Linked DNA regions of Mus musculus: region 2 is linked to region 1. A link is a contact called in public HiChIP or PLAC-seq data. All regions are on one chromosome and are shown on one strand. The core of a region is the stretch at or near the end of the contact, and the rest is flanking DNA. Distances in the headings are between cores, read along the strand shown. Region 1 has its middle 24 kb from the start of Ncald. Region 2 has its middle 24 kb from the start of Gm15942.

What was found. HiChIP or PLAC-seq counts read pairs in DNA pulled down with a chosen protein or histone mark.
Region 2: a contact with region 1 is called in an H3K27ac HiChIP or PLAC-seq map of oligodendrocyte precursor cells, with 4 times the contacts expected there. The contact joins two enhancer-like sites. A contact is called at or near these places in 2 of 484 Hi-C or Micro-C datasets (both in embryonic stem cells), 1 of 115 datasets of contacts at active chromatin or transcription factors (oligodendrocyte precursor cells) and 1 of 9 other capture datasets (pancreatic islet).

The regions. Positions count from the first base shown.
Region 1 is chr15:37,479,595-37,487,191 of GRCm38.p6, forward strand. It overlaps a transcript of Ncald not described here. Among named protein-coding and RNA genes, the nearest start is that of Ncald, 24 kb to the left of the region's middle. Within about 2 kb of position 3,002, at least 5 of the 459 cell types and tissues checked have an H3K27ac peak or open chromatin away from gene starts, as enhancers often do. A contact at or near this core is called in oligodendrocyte precursor cells, where this site is marked.
Region 2 is chr15:37,720,144-37,727,740 of GRCm38.p6, forward strand. It overlaps a transcript of Ncald not described here. Among named protein-coding and RNA genes, the nearest start is that of Gm15942, 24 kb to the left of the region's middle. Within about 2 kb of position 2,883, at least 18 of the 459 cell types and tissues checked have an H3K27ac peak or open chromatin away from gene starts, as enhancers often do. A contact at or near this core is called in oligodendrocyte precursor cells, where this site is marked.

The sequences.
Region 1 (7,597 bases), core at 1,752-4,251:
AACACAGTAAGGATCACAGTTTTCCTTTCATTGATAAGCGGGAGCGACTCACTTCTATTAAATACTGCAGCAAGATTTCCTTTGTAGCTATACCTGAATTGGTTATAAAACGGATGTAGGGCTCCCTCCTCTTGTCCTCTTCCCCCTCTCCTTCTCTCCCCATTCACCTCCCCACCCTTTTTCCATGTGCTCATGGCTGGCCTCTCTCTCTCTTTCTCTCTCTCTCTCTCTCTCTCTCTCTCTCTCTCTCTCTCTCTCTGTCTTTCTCTCAACTCCCCTTCCCATACCCTAAATAAACTCTATTCTATACTAAAAACAAACAAACAAACTGATGTGGGGAAAAAGAAGGGAATTATAATAGCTAAGGTAATTTCTGAAAAAAAAAAAAACAATTAAAATGGAAGAGACCATGCTACCTGATTTTGAAACACATCGTGTGGGTATAATCACTGAGAGTGTGTGGCACTGGCATAAGGAGAACAACAGATCAATGCTCCAGGGGGGAAAAAACTAGAAACCTCTTAAGTAGACTCTGTGTAAGCATTAAAGAGACCAAACTGTGGAGCGGTGGGAGTGTTCTTTGTTTTGTTTGTTTTGTTGCAGACAGGGCTTTACCGCACATTTCAGGCTGGCCTCAGTCTTAGGATCCTCGGTCTCCACTTCCTGGATTGAATACTTGGGAGGACTACTGGACTCCTCCTGCCCCTTGGCCCTGCCCCACTTGCTCTTGCCCTTGACCCACTTTTAGCTCACGGTGATTTGCTCTCTAGCCCAGTCTGGTCTCCTTCCCACAATCCTTAGCTTAACAAAAGTTAATCCTGGAAGTACAAGCATCTGCCATCATTCCTGGCTCAGGCCTTTGGCCAACATGTAGAAACAATTAAGTGGACAAAGGAACTTCTTCTCAGCATGATGTAATGGAGCAGTTAGTTATCTATAGGGGAGAAAGACCCTGAGACCGAACCCCTCACCTTACACACAAATTCACATGAAGCTGCACAGCTTGGAAAAGAAACTTAAGGAAAACTTGGGAGGTCTACGTGTAAGTGAACTGAGTTCCAACACTAAAGAACAACTTACCAAGGAAGAGGGCAACACATTGCACGAGGACCTGCTAAGACGATACAATGCCCAGGTGCAGACTGGAAGGAAACCTGACACATACCGAGGCCACGGGTGAAGCCCCAGGTCCAATACTAAACAATCCAGCTAGAAAGGGGCAAAAGGCATGCAAATAAGTGTTATCAAAACACAAACTAGGCGTAGAGAGACTTCTAATGTCACTAGTTGTGAGAGATTTTCTTTATTGTCACCTTGTCTAGGCTTGGGGTCACCTGGGGGACACACTTGCAAGTGTGAGGGCATTTCCTGAAGAGGGCAGACCTGCCTTGTAGGTAGGTAGCACCATTTGCAGATGGGTACCTTAGACTGAATAAAAAGCCTTATAGACATATTCCCCCGAAAAACAAGTATGTTTGACTTTAAAACCTCCTTAAAAATCATACTACAAACACATACACTTAAATATTTAAGGATTTATTGTATCTGTATGTGTGCGAGCTTGCGTGCATGTGTGTGCATGTGTGTACCAGTGCTTGTAGAAGGTGTCAGAACCCCTGAAGCTGTAGGTACAATTGACTGAGGCACTGTGTCCATGTTGGGAACTGAATCTGGAACCTCTGCAAGAAGTGCAAGTGTTCTTAAACCGAGCTATCTCTCCAGACCCTGTATCCACATATATTATGTATATATGTATACGACCTCATGGCAGCAGATGGGAAGGGAGGGAAAGGAGATGTAGGAGAACAGGGAACAGTGGGAGGAGATTAAGATGCAACTATAACTATATGTACATGTATATGTATATATGGCATATAAGAACATGTCCCAGTAAAATGATTCTTTGAACCCTAACAAAAAATAACAGGAGTAAAACAGAGTAGGCAAGAAAAATGAATATCACCATCATAAGGGCATCCAACAATGAAGAAATATTTATTCAAGAAAATGTAGAACTGTGAAAAAGCACCGAGGTTTCACAGCACTAGTGTGAGTGCCCCCCCTCTCCTGTCCTCCCCCTCTCCTGTCCTCCCCCCTCTCCTGTCCTCCCCCTCTCCTGTCCTCCCCCTCTCCTGTCCTCCCCCTCTCCTGTCCTCTCCTGTCCTCTCTCTTTCCCGTGTACAGGTAGGTCAGTGTGATGGTCTCTGCTTTCTGGGAAGGCAGAGCATCTTTTTTGTCTTCAATTTTAAATCAAGGGACTCAGCCTCTGCCTGGGAGCAGCAGATGACCAGTAGCTCTCCAGCTCTGAGGTTCAATCCCTTGTGCATGTAGCCATGCAATTAGGGGCTTCTTCCTTTTCTCTTTTACTAAAGAAATTATTTAAAATGTATTATTACTATTCATCATCATCAGTATTATATGTGTATGTGTGTGCACACGCACAGCATGTATGTGAAGTCAGAGGACAACTTTCAGCAGTCAGTTCTCTCTCCCATCATGAGTTTTTGGGATCCAGGGATTGAATTGAGATTGTCAAAAGCGGCTTTGTCCTTTGAAAACAGAGTTCACAGTACAGGAGAGCAGGCCTATTAAAACAGCCATAATGCAAAGACTTAAAAGGCTGAGGCAGGAGGATCATGATTATGAAGTCAGCCAGAGTTGCCTAGTTGCCACCCTAAACTACATACTGAGATCCTGAATCAACAAAGAAAACTATTTAAGCAACTGAAAAAAAGCAATGATAACAGAGGAAACTGGTGTCCCAAACCTCCACATTTATATTGCCTTAAAGGGGCAGCTTTTCATAAAAAGTCATAAAACAAAGAAGCATGTAACAGACAGACAGACAAAGAGAGAGACAGACAGACAGATTACGTAGATGATAGAGAGACTGACAGACAGACAGGCTATAATGTAGACAAAATAGCTGCTTCTGAGAGATGCAGTATTGTATGTAACAGACTTCACAGCAGCCATTATAAAGATGCTAAGAGAGCAAAAGGAAGCCATGGTTTATGAGATGAAAGAAACCACTGTGGCAGTGTTTCATCAAATAGAAAACACCAAATAGAGGCAGAAGTTGTGTGAAAGAACAAAATGGAAATGCCAGGGAGTTCCCAGAAATGCTGGAGTAAAACGTCAGTCTAGAAAATGAATGGTAGAAAAAAAGAACCTGTGAGGTTGAAGGTGGATTAGCAGAGAGGATGCAACACACAGGACAATGTGGGGCACCATCATGACCAAAGCAGGCACACACACACACACACACACACACACACACACACACACACAGACACACCACACACACACACACACACACACACACACACACACACACACACACACACCACACCACACACACACACCACACACCACACACCACACACCACACACACACACACACACACACACACACAAACACACACCACACCACACCACACACACCACTTTTCCAAATGAAAGAAAAGCCACACCCTAAGCATCCAATACACTCAGTCAAGTCCAACTGGGCTAGGCACAGAAGGTTCCTTAGTCATCTATATTATAGGGGAAAAAAAAGTGCTCAGAGACAAAAGAGAGTATAGGAAGCAGCAGGGGAGGGCAGGTACTCCTGTAGGTAAGCCAGTTGCTAAGAACTCTGAGGACTGCAATTCAGAACCCACAGAAAATCGAGGCAGGTGGTGTAGCTCACTCTAATCTCAGCACATAGGACAGAGGATCCCCATGGCAAGGTGGCCAGCTAGACTAGCAGACTTTAGCACATAAGGTGGAGAATGTTTGAAAAAGGCATCTAGTGTCAATCTCTGTCCTCCATACACTTGTGCATGTACACACACACACACACACACACACACACACACACACACGCACACAGGAGGCCATATGCATGAGACATGAGAACACGCATAAATATGCATGCATACCATAGACATTGCAATGAGACTATATGTACACCTACACACATGAGAACATGGATATACATATGTGCATACACATACATATAGTAAAAGAAAACTTGCTCATCACATCCATGGGAACAAGAATAACAACTGATCTTCCAACAGAAATAATGGAGGACAGAAAGCAGTAGGAAGGCATAGACATAGTGAACGGCTAAACCAATGCTATGCCTAGCACCTCATAGTGCCTCATGCTTTGTGGCTTATATTTTTAAAGCCTGCATTTCTACTTCATACACTTGATGACACCTAAAACTGCAGCACAACATCATACTTAGCTATTAGACGAGAGAAAGAGAAAATAGAACAGAAATATATTGGCTTGCTGATATTAGCTTTTCTTCTAAGGAAGGCATCCATTAAAAAAGCAATACACAGGGAGATAAAGAGATGGTTCAGTGGTTTAAAGCACTGGCTGTTCTTTTTTTTTTTTCCATTTTTTATTAGGTATTTAGCTCATTTACATTTCCAATGCTATACCAAAAGTCCCCCATACCCCCCCTCCCCTACCCACCCACTCCCCCTTTTTGGCCCTGGCATTCCCCTGTACTGGGGCATATAAAGTTTGCAAGTCCAATGGGCCTCTCTTTGCAGTGATGGCCGACTAGGCCATCTTTTGATACATATGCAGCTAGAGACAAGAGCTCCGGGGTACTGGTTAGTTCATATTGTTGTTCCACCTATAGGGTTGCAGTTCCCTTTAGTTCCTTGGGTGCTTTCTCTAGTTCCTCCATTGGGGGCCCTGTGGTCCATTCAATAGCTGACTGTGAGCATCCACTTCTGTGTTTGCTAGGCCCTGGCATAGTATCACAAGAGACAGCTATATCTGGGTCCTTTCAGCAAAATCTTGCTAGTGTATGCAATGGTGTCAGCGTTTGGAAGCTGATCATGGGATGGATCTCTGGATATGGCAATCACTAGATGGTCCATCCTTTCGTCACAGCTCCAAATTTTGTCTCTGTAACTCCTTCCATGGGTGTTTTGTTTCCTATTCTAAGAAGGGGCAAAGTGTCCACACTTTGGTCTTCATTCTCTTGAGTTTAATGTTTTTAGCAAACTGGCTGTTCTTACAGAGGACTCTGATTCAGTTTTTAGCACCCACATGGCAGCTCACAATTATTCTGGGGGATTCAACACCCTCTCTGACCTCTGTGGGCACCAAGCATGCATGTGGTACAGACATACATACTGACAAAATGTTCATACACATAAAAATCTAAAGAAATAATAATAATAATAAGCACCATGTTCAAAGAACTACTGACACCTAGTTTTTCAAAGATGTTTCTATAATGATGTTTGCACAGACATATATAAAACAAGTGTCCTAACATTGCAACTAATGTGACTCTTACCAGTGTTTAGAAATCCCAGTAAGGCAGCTGTAGTGGTGGTCAATGGTTAGGAAGTTAGGAACACTGTCTGCTCTTCTAGAGAGCCTGGGCTTGATTCCCAGCACCCACATGGTGTCTAACCGCCTGCAACTCCAGTCGCAAGGAAGCTGCACCCTCTTCTGATTCTGTGGGCACAGCACTCACTTGGTACACAGACATACATACAGCCAGAACACCCATACACAAATATAAACAGTTTTAAATATTAAAAAAAAAAGTCTTGATGTAGCAAAAATAATCAGGACAATCAAAGCTTATATCTTCTGATATCTATAAAATGTTAATTTTAGGAAAAAAAACCTGTTTTATTGTATTTTCTCAAAAAGTTGTCTGTCCAAAGGATGTGGACATCAATATTCTCTAGATCACTCAGCAACTGATTTAAGTTACTCTGTTTGTGAATGTGCTAGATGGATATTCCTCTCCTCCCACCCTTATCTATGGAATTTATGAAGACATTTTTCACAGAAAAGAGGAATTCAAGGAGTTACAGAGACAAAGTGAGGATCAGAGACTGAGAGAATGACCATCCAGACCTGGGGATCCATCCCATATACAATCACCAAACTCAGACATTATTGCAGATGCTAACAAGTGCTTGCTGACAGAAGCCTGATATAGCTCTCTCCTGAGAGGCTCTGCCAGTGCCTGACAAATACAGAAGTGGATGCTTACAGCCATCCATTGGCCTGAGCACAGGATCCCCAATGAAGGAGCTAGAGAAAGTACCCAAGTAACTGAAGGGGTTTGCAGCCCCATAGGAGGAACAACAATATGAACTAACCAGTACCCCCAGAGCTCCCAAGGACTAAACCATCAACCATAGAGCACACATGGTGAAACTCATGGCTCCAGCTGCATATGCAGCAAAGGATGGCCTAGTCGGTCATCAATGGGAGGAGAGGCCCTTTGTCCTATGAAGGCTCTATGCCCCAGTGTAGGGGAATGCCAGGACCAGGAAGCAGAAGTAGGTAGGTTGGTGAGCAGGGGGATGGGGGAGGGGATGGGGGGAGGGTGTATTTTGGAGGGGAAACCAGGAAAGGGGATAACATTTGAAATGTAAATAAAGAAAATATCCAATAAAAAGAGAGGAATTCAGGACACCCAAAAGCTGACTTTTAAAATAGGAATCCTTCAGACCACCTAGTCTTGCCAAATGTTTCCATCTTTGAAAATGGATGAAGGAAGGGGTCAGGAAGCAAAACGAGGGTGGCCCGTAGAGTCTGGACAGCTATAGGCAATAGATCATCCATTAGAGTCTACAGCAACAAAGCTCGATGTTGAGTTTAGTCCAGTGAGACCTGTTTCAGGACCTCTGATCTGTAGACCTGGGGTATAAACATTGGTGCTCCCTGAATTCATGAATCCCCAGTGGTTTGTTATAGCAGCTGCAGAACAGGGACATGGCTCCATCATGCTATGGCAATGAAGAGGAGTCCTGCCTGAAGGAGCTAGTGGGGAGAGGGGGAGAGGAAATGTCTCAAGGGGAGTCTAAGAGGGTGCAATGGGGTTTCAGTGCAATGGCAGAGGGTGGTCATCCTTCCACCTGGGAGCAGAACCACTCTACAAGAGCTGTTGAGTGTCTTTAGGAGGCCTCCTTGGGACAAAGGGCTGCAGAGATGCATAAATGTTTCTTTTATTTCCTCAGATGATGGGATGACATGAGAACCACACCCAGGCTTTAAAAAAAAAAAAATGCCTGGCTTGGGCTGAGCCCAGAGTGTTTTTGACTATCTGTAGGCCCAGGCCTGGAAGCTTCTAACCTCTGTCTAATCTAGTCTTCTATAAGCCTGGACCTTGCAAACTTCAGCTTCCACATGCTCACCTAGATCTAGAATGTTTCAGCCTCTGAGACTTACTGCTGGGTAAGCTCACTCTTTCTAGCTCTTTCTGAATGCTAGCTGGCTAGTTTGACTCAGCTGTTCTGGCTCAAACCCCTCTCTAAGTTGTCTGATTCAAACTGGCTTCTCACCAAATTGCTCTGCTTGGCCTCAAACTAACTCCAACAATTTTGTTCTAATCTTCTGAGTCCTTCTCATTCTCTGCCTCCTTCTGGCTTCACCTGCAACCTGGCTTTGTAAAACTGTCCCTGGTAAAAATGCCTTCTCTCTCTCTCTCTCTCTCTCTCTCTCTCTCTCTCTCTCTCTCTCTCTCTGTGTGTGTGTGTGCTGTGCTCTTCAATTGCCTTTCCTTCCTGACTACTACTGTGAGAGTTGAGCGTAGTCTATCTCTGACCCATTCTGT
Region 2 (7,597 bases), core at 1,633-4,132, 240 kb after region 1:
GCTGCCCCAGTGCACGGTCCTTTTCCCAGGAATTGTTGCAACACCTCTCTCTCCCTTGTCTGAACCCCAGAGCTTGGTGATAAGACAGAGCAGCAGCAGCAGCAGCTGGGCCTGAGAAGCACTAGGCTGCCAGACAAGTGTGGAAAACCCAGCAGCCTTGAGAGCATGTCTTTGGGTTCACATTACAGCTGACTGAATTGTTTCCAAAATCTGTTTCAGGCCTTGGCTGCATCATCCCATCTGGAAGCAAATCAGCACTGATTGGCCTCATTTCCACCCTTCACATTAGGGCACTTGTGGTAGAAAGAAGCTCCGTTGTGCCTTTCCATGGATGAGAGACACACTGTTCACCTCCTGTCACCTCTGCCATGCTCACATCCCCCCTATTTTTCCATATCCCTAGTCTTGCAAACCTGGTACGATCCAAAAATTCTACCTAAACCATCCCGAGACACACAGTCCCTCTCTCTGAGATGGAAGGTGGGTGAGACACAGAGGCCCTGAGGAAACGGACTCTCATGTGAATGATAATAGTAGGTCAGATCTGCAGAGTGGACAAGGGGTTCATGACAGGGTCCTCACTGGGAGACACAAACACCCCTGCCATCGTCCCTCCCAGGAGGACAGAGAGCCACAGGCCCAGGTGTACAGACTCTCCACCAGTCTGAGGCCACCCACACTGTGGCCTACACACACAGAAAGCTGGTCATACAGGCAAGAAAGTTCCACTGCCTGTCAAAGTGTCATCTACTGTGTTTGCAGTTGCCTCTTGCCAGTGACTACCCTCCCAACACCAGCAGAGAGACACTGGCATCTCCCTTTCCAGTGAAATCCAAAATGGGACTTGCAACATTATGGCTGCTGAGAGCTGGGCATGTCAGCTATGTCACGGCTCCTTGGAAAACGAGAAATAGGAAGTGTTGGTCCAGGTCTCCAGTTGTTCTGACTTTATGAAACTGAACTTTTGCAGTCATTTGAATAATAATTTTAAATGTATTCAACACTTCATTCAAATTCTCTTCCCAGGACTGTTTTCATTCCACATCAGCTGCTGCAGACCTCCGTAGTCGGCAGAATTTCCAGGCATGCATAAACATAAGCAGATACACAGCCACTTACCCAAGAGAAGTTTCACGTACACAGGGAAGTTATTTTTAACTACGGAACCCAGTCAAAACTTTGTATGAAGCAAAATCAGCCAAGAATGAAATTGGTAGACCAAATGATATTTTCATTTTATCTTCTATTTTTACATTCCTCCTAGACATTTCTATCCACGAGTCAAAAGGAACAAAAGGCTGACTGACGATGGTCTCAGTGGCGATGGGAAAAACATAGCCCTGTTATTTTCTGACTCTTCTGCTCAGTGTAAACCTACATATAAGTAGGCTCACATCTCCCTGGTAACATTGCTGCTCTTCAAACGTGTCAGAGTGGAAGTGATTTGTGAAAAGAGAAAAATTAGCTGGGCATGGTGGTTCACACCCAGTGCTTGAGAGGCAGGGGAATTTCTGTGAGTTCACGGACAGCCTAGTTTACAAAGCAAGTTCCAGGACAGCCAGGACTGGTACACATAGAAATCCTGTCTCAAAAAAAAATCAATAAAAGAAAAGAGGGGGAGGGATGGATTTCTATAATGAACGGATATAATGAAACAAAAATTATTGACCTTCTGAGACTTCATCTGTCTTTTTCCCTGATGTGGTCCTAATGACTATGGCTATGATTGCCCCATCAGTGTACTCAGTGAAGCCCATTGTTTATAGACTAGGGATCTAGCTTAGTGGTGGAACACTTAGCTTCCTGGTATGAGCCCCTGGCAGGTCCTAGTGTTTGGGGAGGCTATGAGACCTTTAGGGGATGGGATCTGGCTGATTGAGGTAGGTTGACAAGGGTGGACCTTGGAGTGCTACAGACCAGCTCTATTTCTAGTCTCATCTCTACTTCTGAGTCCATGAAGATGGGAAGAGCACCCACTGTAGCTGCCCATCACCCAGGGACCAAGACCCACCAAGCCTTTCAGACCTTGGTGGGTTGATGACCCCCTGAAACCATGAGCCAAACCATATTCTTCTTCCCTGAAGTTGCTTCTACCACACATTTTGGCTGTAGCAACTAGAACAGTAACTAGATGCACACACCAGGGTGCGTAGCTACCTGACCAGTGTCCTAGACTGTATAGCTCAGCTCTCGACCAACAATGCTTCGCAGTAAACAAACACAGGCATCCTCTTCTGACCACCCACTGTTGGTTGGCCAGAGTTTAGCTAGTCTTGACTGGGATCAGCTGGATGCAGGTAGCTTCCCGTTATCTATAGTGCTAGAAGCAGCATATTTCTTCACAGAAAAGGAGTACTTGGTGAGAAGCCACAAGCTCCTCTCAAGCCTACTTCCATGTCTCATAATACCCTACCGGCCACAGCAAGTCCTATGGCTGGCTCAGTAGGCCAGAGCTGGAAAAGGCGACTCTTCTGTGAAGAGGTGGCTCTGGGGCATATCTCCCATGGTGCAGCACCTCCAAACCTTGAATAAAATACTCCCCACTTAAGAAAGAAAGGACCCCAAGGACCTCCAGAGATGACCAAAGGTATTTTATTTTAATTCAGCTAACCACACAGAAATACAAAATGACTTATGTAAGCCTTGTTTGCCTTCTCAGCACTCTAAGAACAGTGGTACAAATTAAATTCAAAACTTTAAAGCTAATAAAATTCAAAACAACATTAGCAGCACGCAAACGATTCTATTGTTTCATTGAATCTAAATTGCTGTTCTCAGCTTGCATAAGGCATTGACTGTTGAGGCCCAAAGTGAGTATACTATGTGTGCCAGGGGAAGACCTGCTTCCAAATTCTCTTCTCCAACTGAAACAGCACTCTTATGTCATCTGGCATGCACACCACACAAGTGCACTGTTGTATTTAGCCTGCTTCTGGATCTCTCTCATTAGATCATGACTGGAAATGAATTCCTACTTAGCCCCCCGGCTCCTACAAGCAGGATGAGTGGGAGGGGACATAAGCATGTGTTGTATTAAGGGACATCCAGAATAAATGGACCTTTTAAAAAGGTATTCCATTGAAACCTCAAAGTATTTAAAGCTCTCATTGAGAAGTCTCAGAGAAACCAACCCCTGTTTAAGGAACACTGAGACCAGAGCTATGGTTTGAATTCAGGCTTCAAAATTAAGGCACTGAAATGTGGTGGCCAGTGGGTAGTATCAGAGCTGGGGCCTTTAAAGGGTGTGACGGTGCTTTCCCTCGAAGTGTGACTGAGACCTTGAAGCAGACTTCACAGTCCACACAGTTGCCCTTCTGCCTCTGTGAGCTCACAGTTTTCTTCCTCTCAGGGATACACTGACAAGATCCCACCATGGAACGCAAAGGCAGCCAGGACACAACCAAACCTGCTGGCATTCAGGTTTGGATCTCCCAGCCTCCCAAACTATGAGACAACAACCTTCTCTTCTTCATCAATCCTCTAGTCTGAGATATTCTGCCATAGTAGCAGCATGGATTGTGACAGCGGCTTTCACACACTTCTTTGCACACAGTGGAGACACCCAGAGCCAGCCCCATCCACGATGTGCACCTGCATCTGCCCCTCCATGTCATTCTTATGGTTTCTTGTACTCACAGTTACCCACATTTCTACAATATCAAGCTTGTTCTGGGGCTCAAGCATGCCTTTGAATGACTGTTTAAAACACAGACCAAAAGCCAGGCGGCTGTGGTACACACCTTTGATCTCAGCATTTGGGAGGCAGAGGCAGGTGGATCTCTGTGAGTTTGAGGCTAGCCTGGTCTACAAAGGGAGTTCTAGGACAGTCAGGGCAACACAGAGAAACCCAGTCTCAAAAGGAAAACAAAAACAAAAGCAAAAAAAAAAAATGCCTAGAAGACAGGAGAGCCTACTTCCTCCACCCTCTTCAACCACTTGCATTCTTGGTGGGCCTTCCTGCCAGGGCACAGGAACAGACCCAACCAACAGACTCTTCCAGGAATCTCAGTCTCCAGTGACAGAATATCAGGAAGCAAAATAGTTGCTGCTGCTTCCTCTTGAAGTGAGTCCTGGAAGACTCCCCTCAGGCCCTCAGAAGCATCCCACCTCTGTCTGAGGCCACCCTTGCAGCCCATGCACTTCCCTCAACCCCAGGAAGAGTCCCATGGCTCTTTTTGTTCCTTTTTGGCTGAAGTAGCCAGAGTTGGTTTCAGAGCCCCGACTGATAAATATTCCAACGCGAGTTTCTAAACATAAACAGTCTCAAACAAGGCAATGATTACAGGAACAAATGTAACTGTGTTTGCCTTTAGGTTCCCAAAACAGAAGTGACCTCATTCCCAAATACTGTTTATACTGCATGTTCAGCGGCTGCAGCCCTGAGTTAACTCTTTCCCTGCCATTCTGCAGCCCCAGAATCTCCCCACTGCCAGGGATCAAGGTATAGCCACAGGAGGTCGCTTTCAGAATCCTCAAAACAGAGCCAAGTGCAAGTGCTACCATGTGCAGTCCTGCTCAGTAAACCTGGTCACTCTAGTACACAATGGAGTTGCCATTTTGTACACTGAAAACACAACAAAGGTGTTTCTCGAATATACTGGTAACAATATCGATAATAGTGGCAAACACCGGTGTGCCGCTATGCACGAGGCAGTGTTCTGGGGACAGACAAGTGTTAGCTTACTAGATCCTCCCAAAGGCCCTTACTGTTTTCTGCCCAATTTCCTATGTGAAGAACGAATAGAGAGATGCTAAGTAGCTTGTCCTGTTTGCTGGTAAGCAGCAGGGGGTGGGAGGGAGAAATTAAAGCCCATGAGATCCACCAATAGTTCCTGCTTCTATCCAATCCTTGTCCTGCCTTCCACATGACAAGGACATGCCAGACCAAGGTCACCACAGGCCCTGGAGAACAGAGTCCCCGCTTTTAACCCCCACATCACCTTATGGGAAGGGAGATGATCATCAGACGGCTCTCAAGGGACACAGTTCATTCCATTCTTTCCTTGTTACCAAGGGACCTAGAAAGCCATGAAGATAAAAGCAACGACAGTATGTATTTTACTTATTTTTAGACAGAGACTCCCTGGGTGCCCTGGCTAGCCCGTAACTTGTTATTTACAGGTTGGCCTCAGACTCACAGAGATCTACCTGCCTCTGGCTAGCCTGTAACTTGTCATTTACAAGCTGGCCTCAGACCCACAGAGATGGACCTGCCCCTGCTTTGCTTTCCTTATGTTTGATGTAAAGACGCTCGTTACGACACTCAGCTTCATGGTGTGCTTTGCAGATACTGTGCGAGCACACCTCAGGTGTCCATCCAGACTTGGACCCACTAGCTGGAACTATTAACTAAGTTCACTCAGAAAGATGTCATAAAGCCCTTCCTCTTGCCACATCCGAGATGCTGCTGGAAGGTTTTTCATATGTAACATGAGAATCTTTACTGCATTTATGCTCATTTCTAAAAATAGGCCTAAAGCATCCTCCAAGAAGAGAATGGGCATGTGAGTTTAAGGGAGAAAGAGCCTCACAGCTGATACTACAGCGTCACTTAGATTGATATATAGAGATATGTATAGTTCACATAGATGCTGTAACCAATTAGTATAGAAATTAAGTCAAAAGCACTTTGTACAAATCAATGAATAGATGTTTTTAGCTTAGTCTTAAGGAGCCTCAACTTAGCAAAGATGGCCTGCGTGGGGGAAAAAAAAAAAGAATAAAGACTTATTTTAAATTTTAGTTTTCTCCAGAAATAAAGTATTCAAATTAAAAACAGATGGAAGTGTCTTATTTCTTTATCCTTCCTCGAAATACCAGAAAGATTTCATACTTTAGGACTCATGAATTGCAATCCAGATACCTACACAGCAACTCAAGCCTTCAGAAGCATGCACAGAGAGAGAGAGAGAGAGAGAGAGAGAGAGAGAGAGAGAGAGAGAGAGAGAAATACAGAGAGAGACAGAGAGAGACAGAGATGGGGGAGGGACAGGGACAGGGACAGAGAGAACACGTGCATGAAAGCATACACGGACCCTTTAGTCAGATACCTGCTTTAGTTGTCTATAGTAACTAAACCAGTGTTCTCATACTGACGTACCTACAGCAGGCTAGAGCAATGGTTCAGCATTTGAGAGCACTGGCTGTTTTCCCAGAGAACCAGGATTTGATTCCCAGCACTGACACAGAAACTCACATCTCAAGTTCCAAGATATTTGATGCCGAATTTTGGCTTTCACAGGCCCCAGGCACATACATGGTACATGGAGATACATGCAAGGAAAACATCCATACGTACACTTAAAATAAAATTAAAACAAAATTAAATATCCAAGAATTTCATACCAGCCAGCAATGCAAAGACCTTCAGATGAGGGGCGCTCTTGCAGAGGGCCTAGCACCAACTGCTTGCCTAGTGAGGCCTATACTTTATTGGATGGAGTTTTTCCTCAGCTAATTTCCTTCTGTGCTCACACCCTCTGTCTTCCAGCTAGTATTCCTGGAGAGGCCAGCACAGCTCCTGTCTGAGGGGATTCTGTAGAGTCCTGCCTGACTGATTATCACAACAGATAACTCACACCCTGGCCAACAGCTAAGAAACCTCAAGGTGTAGGCTAGAAGCAAACCCATACCAACAAAATAAGAAAACTAAAGCGCAGAGGGGCTTCGAGGTCTGCGGAGGGAGCGGGGAGAAGAGGAAAGAAACAGTTGGAGAGATGTTCTCTGTGCTCAAAATAGAAATGCTGAGCACATGCAGCAGATTTCCATCTGCTAATCTGGAAAGTCACACTGCTTGGTCCTGATTCAATCAGCGAGGCTTCCTTCTCATATCCGCCAACGTGTTTCCACTGTCCCACACGCAGACAACACCTCCCATGAAGGTGCTTGGCCATTCGCTCAGGGGTGGAGCTGTAGCAACCTGCCCCCTGCCCAAACTACAGGCTCATTCCCAAGAGACTCTCTGCAAACCTTCCCAGAGGATATTCCTATGTTTTCAAAGCTTAAAAATAAAACCTAGACTCATATTGCCTTCAAAACGCATTCAAAGAGTAGGCAAGCTCTGTTTGGAATTCAGCTTTTTTTATCTCACTGTCTGAATCTTCTCTTCCAATCTTGTTCCCAATTTCAAACTCCCCTGGGGCTCTAGAGGCTACCTATGATAGGCACCAAGATTATAAATTATAAATCCATTGCCTTTCTTCAAAGAAAACAAAGCCAGCCATTTCCCATAACACCACATTTCCAAGCAGAGAGGGCTGGTGGCTTTTGGAGATTTTAATGTTTTATACTGATATATAATTTCAAAAGTATATGTGACTCCAAGTTATTCTTGGAAGAAAAGTCTTTAGAACACTCTGGGGTTCTTTGGCCTGTTGGGTTTCAGCTTTGTGGATCTGCACAAGGTCAGGACAGTGAACCAGTTTTCTTTATTCTCCTTCTTGGCTACCACCGATAAACACTGAAGTGACCCATAGAGACTCAGGTAAAAGACAAAACAGTCACAGGGTTGTCACAATCGTTCATTTTGATTTGTTTTGAACCAGGGCCCCACTAGGTAGCCCTGGTTAGCCTGGAATTTGCTTTGTCACCCAGGCTG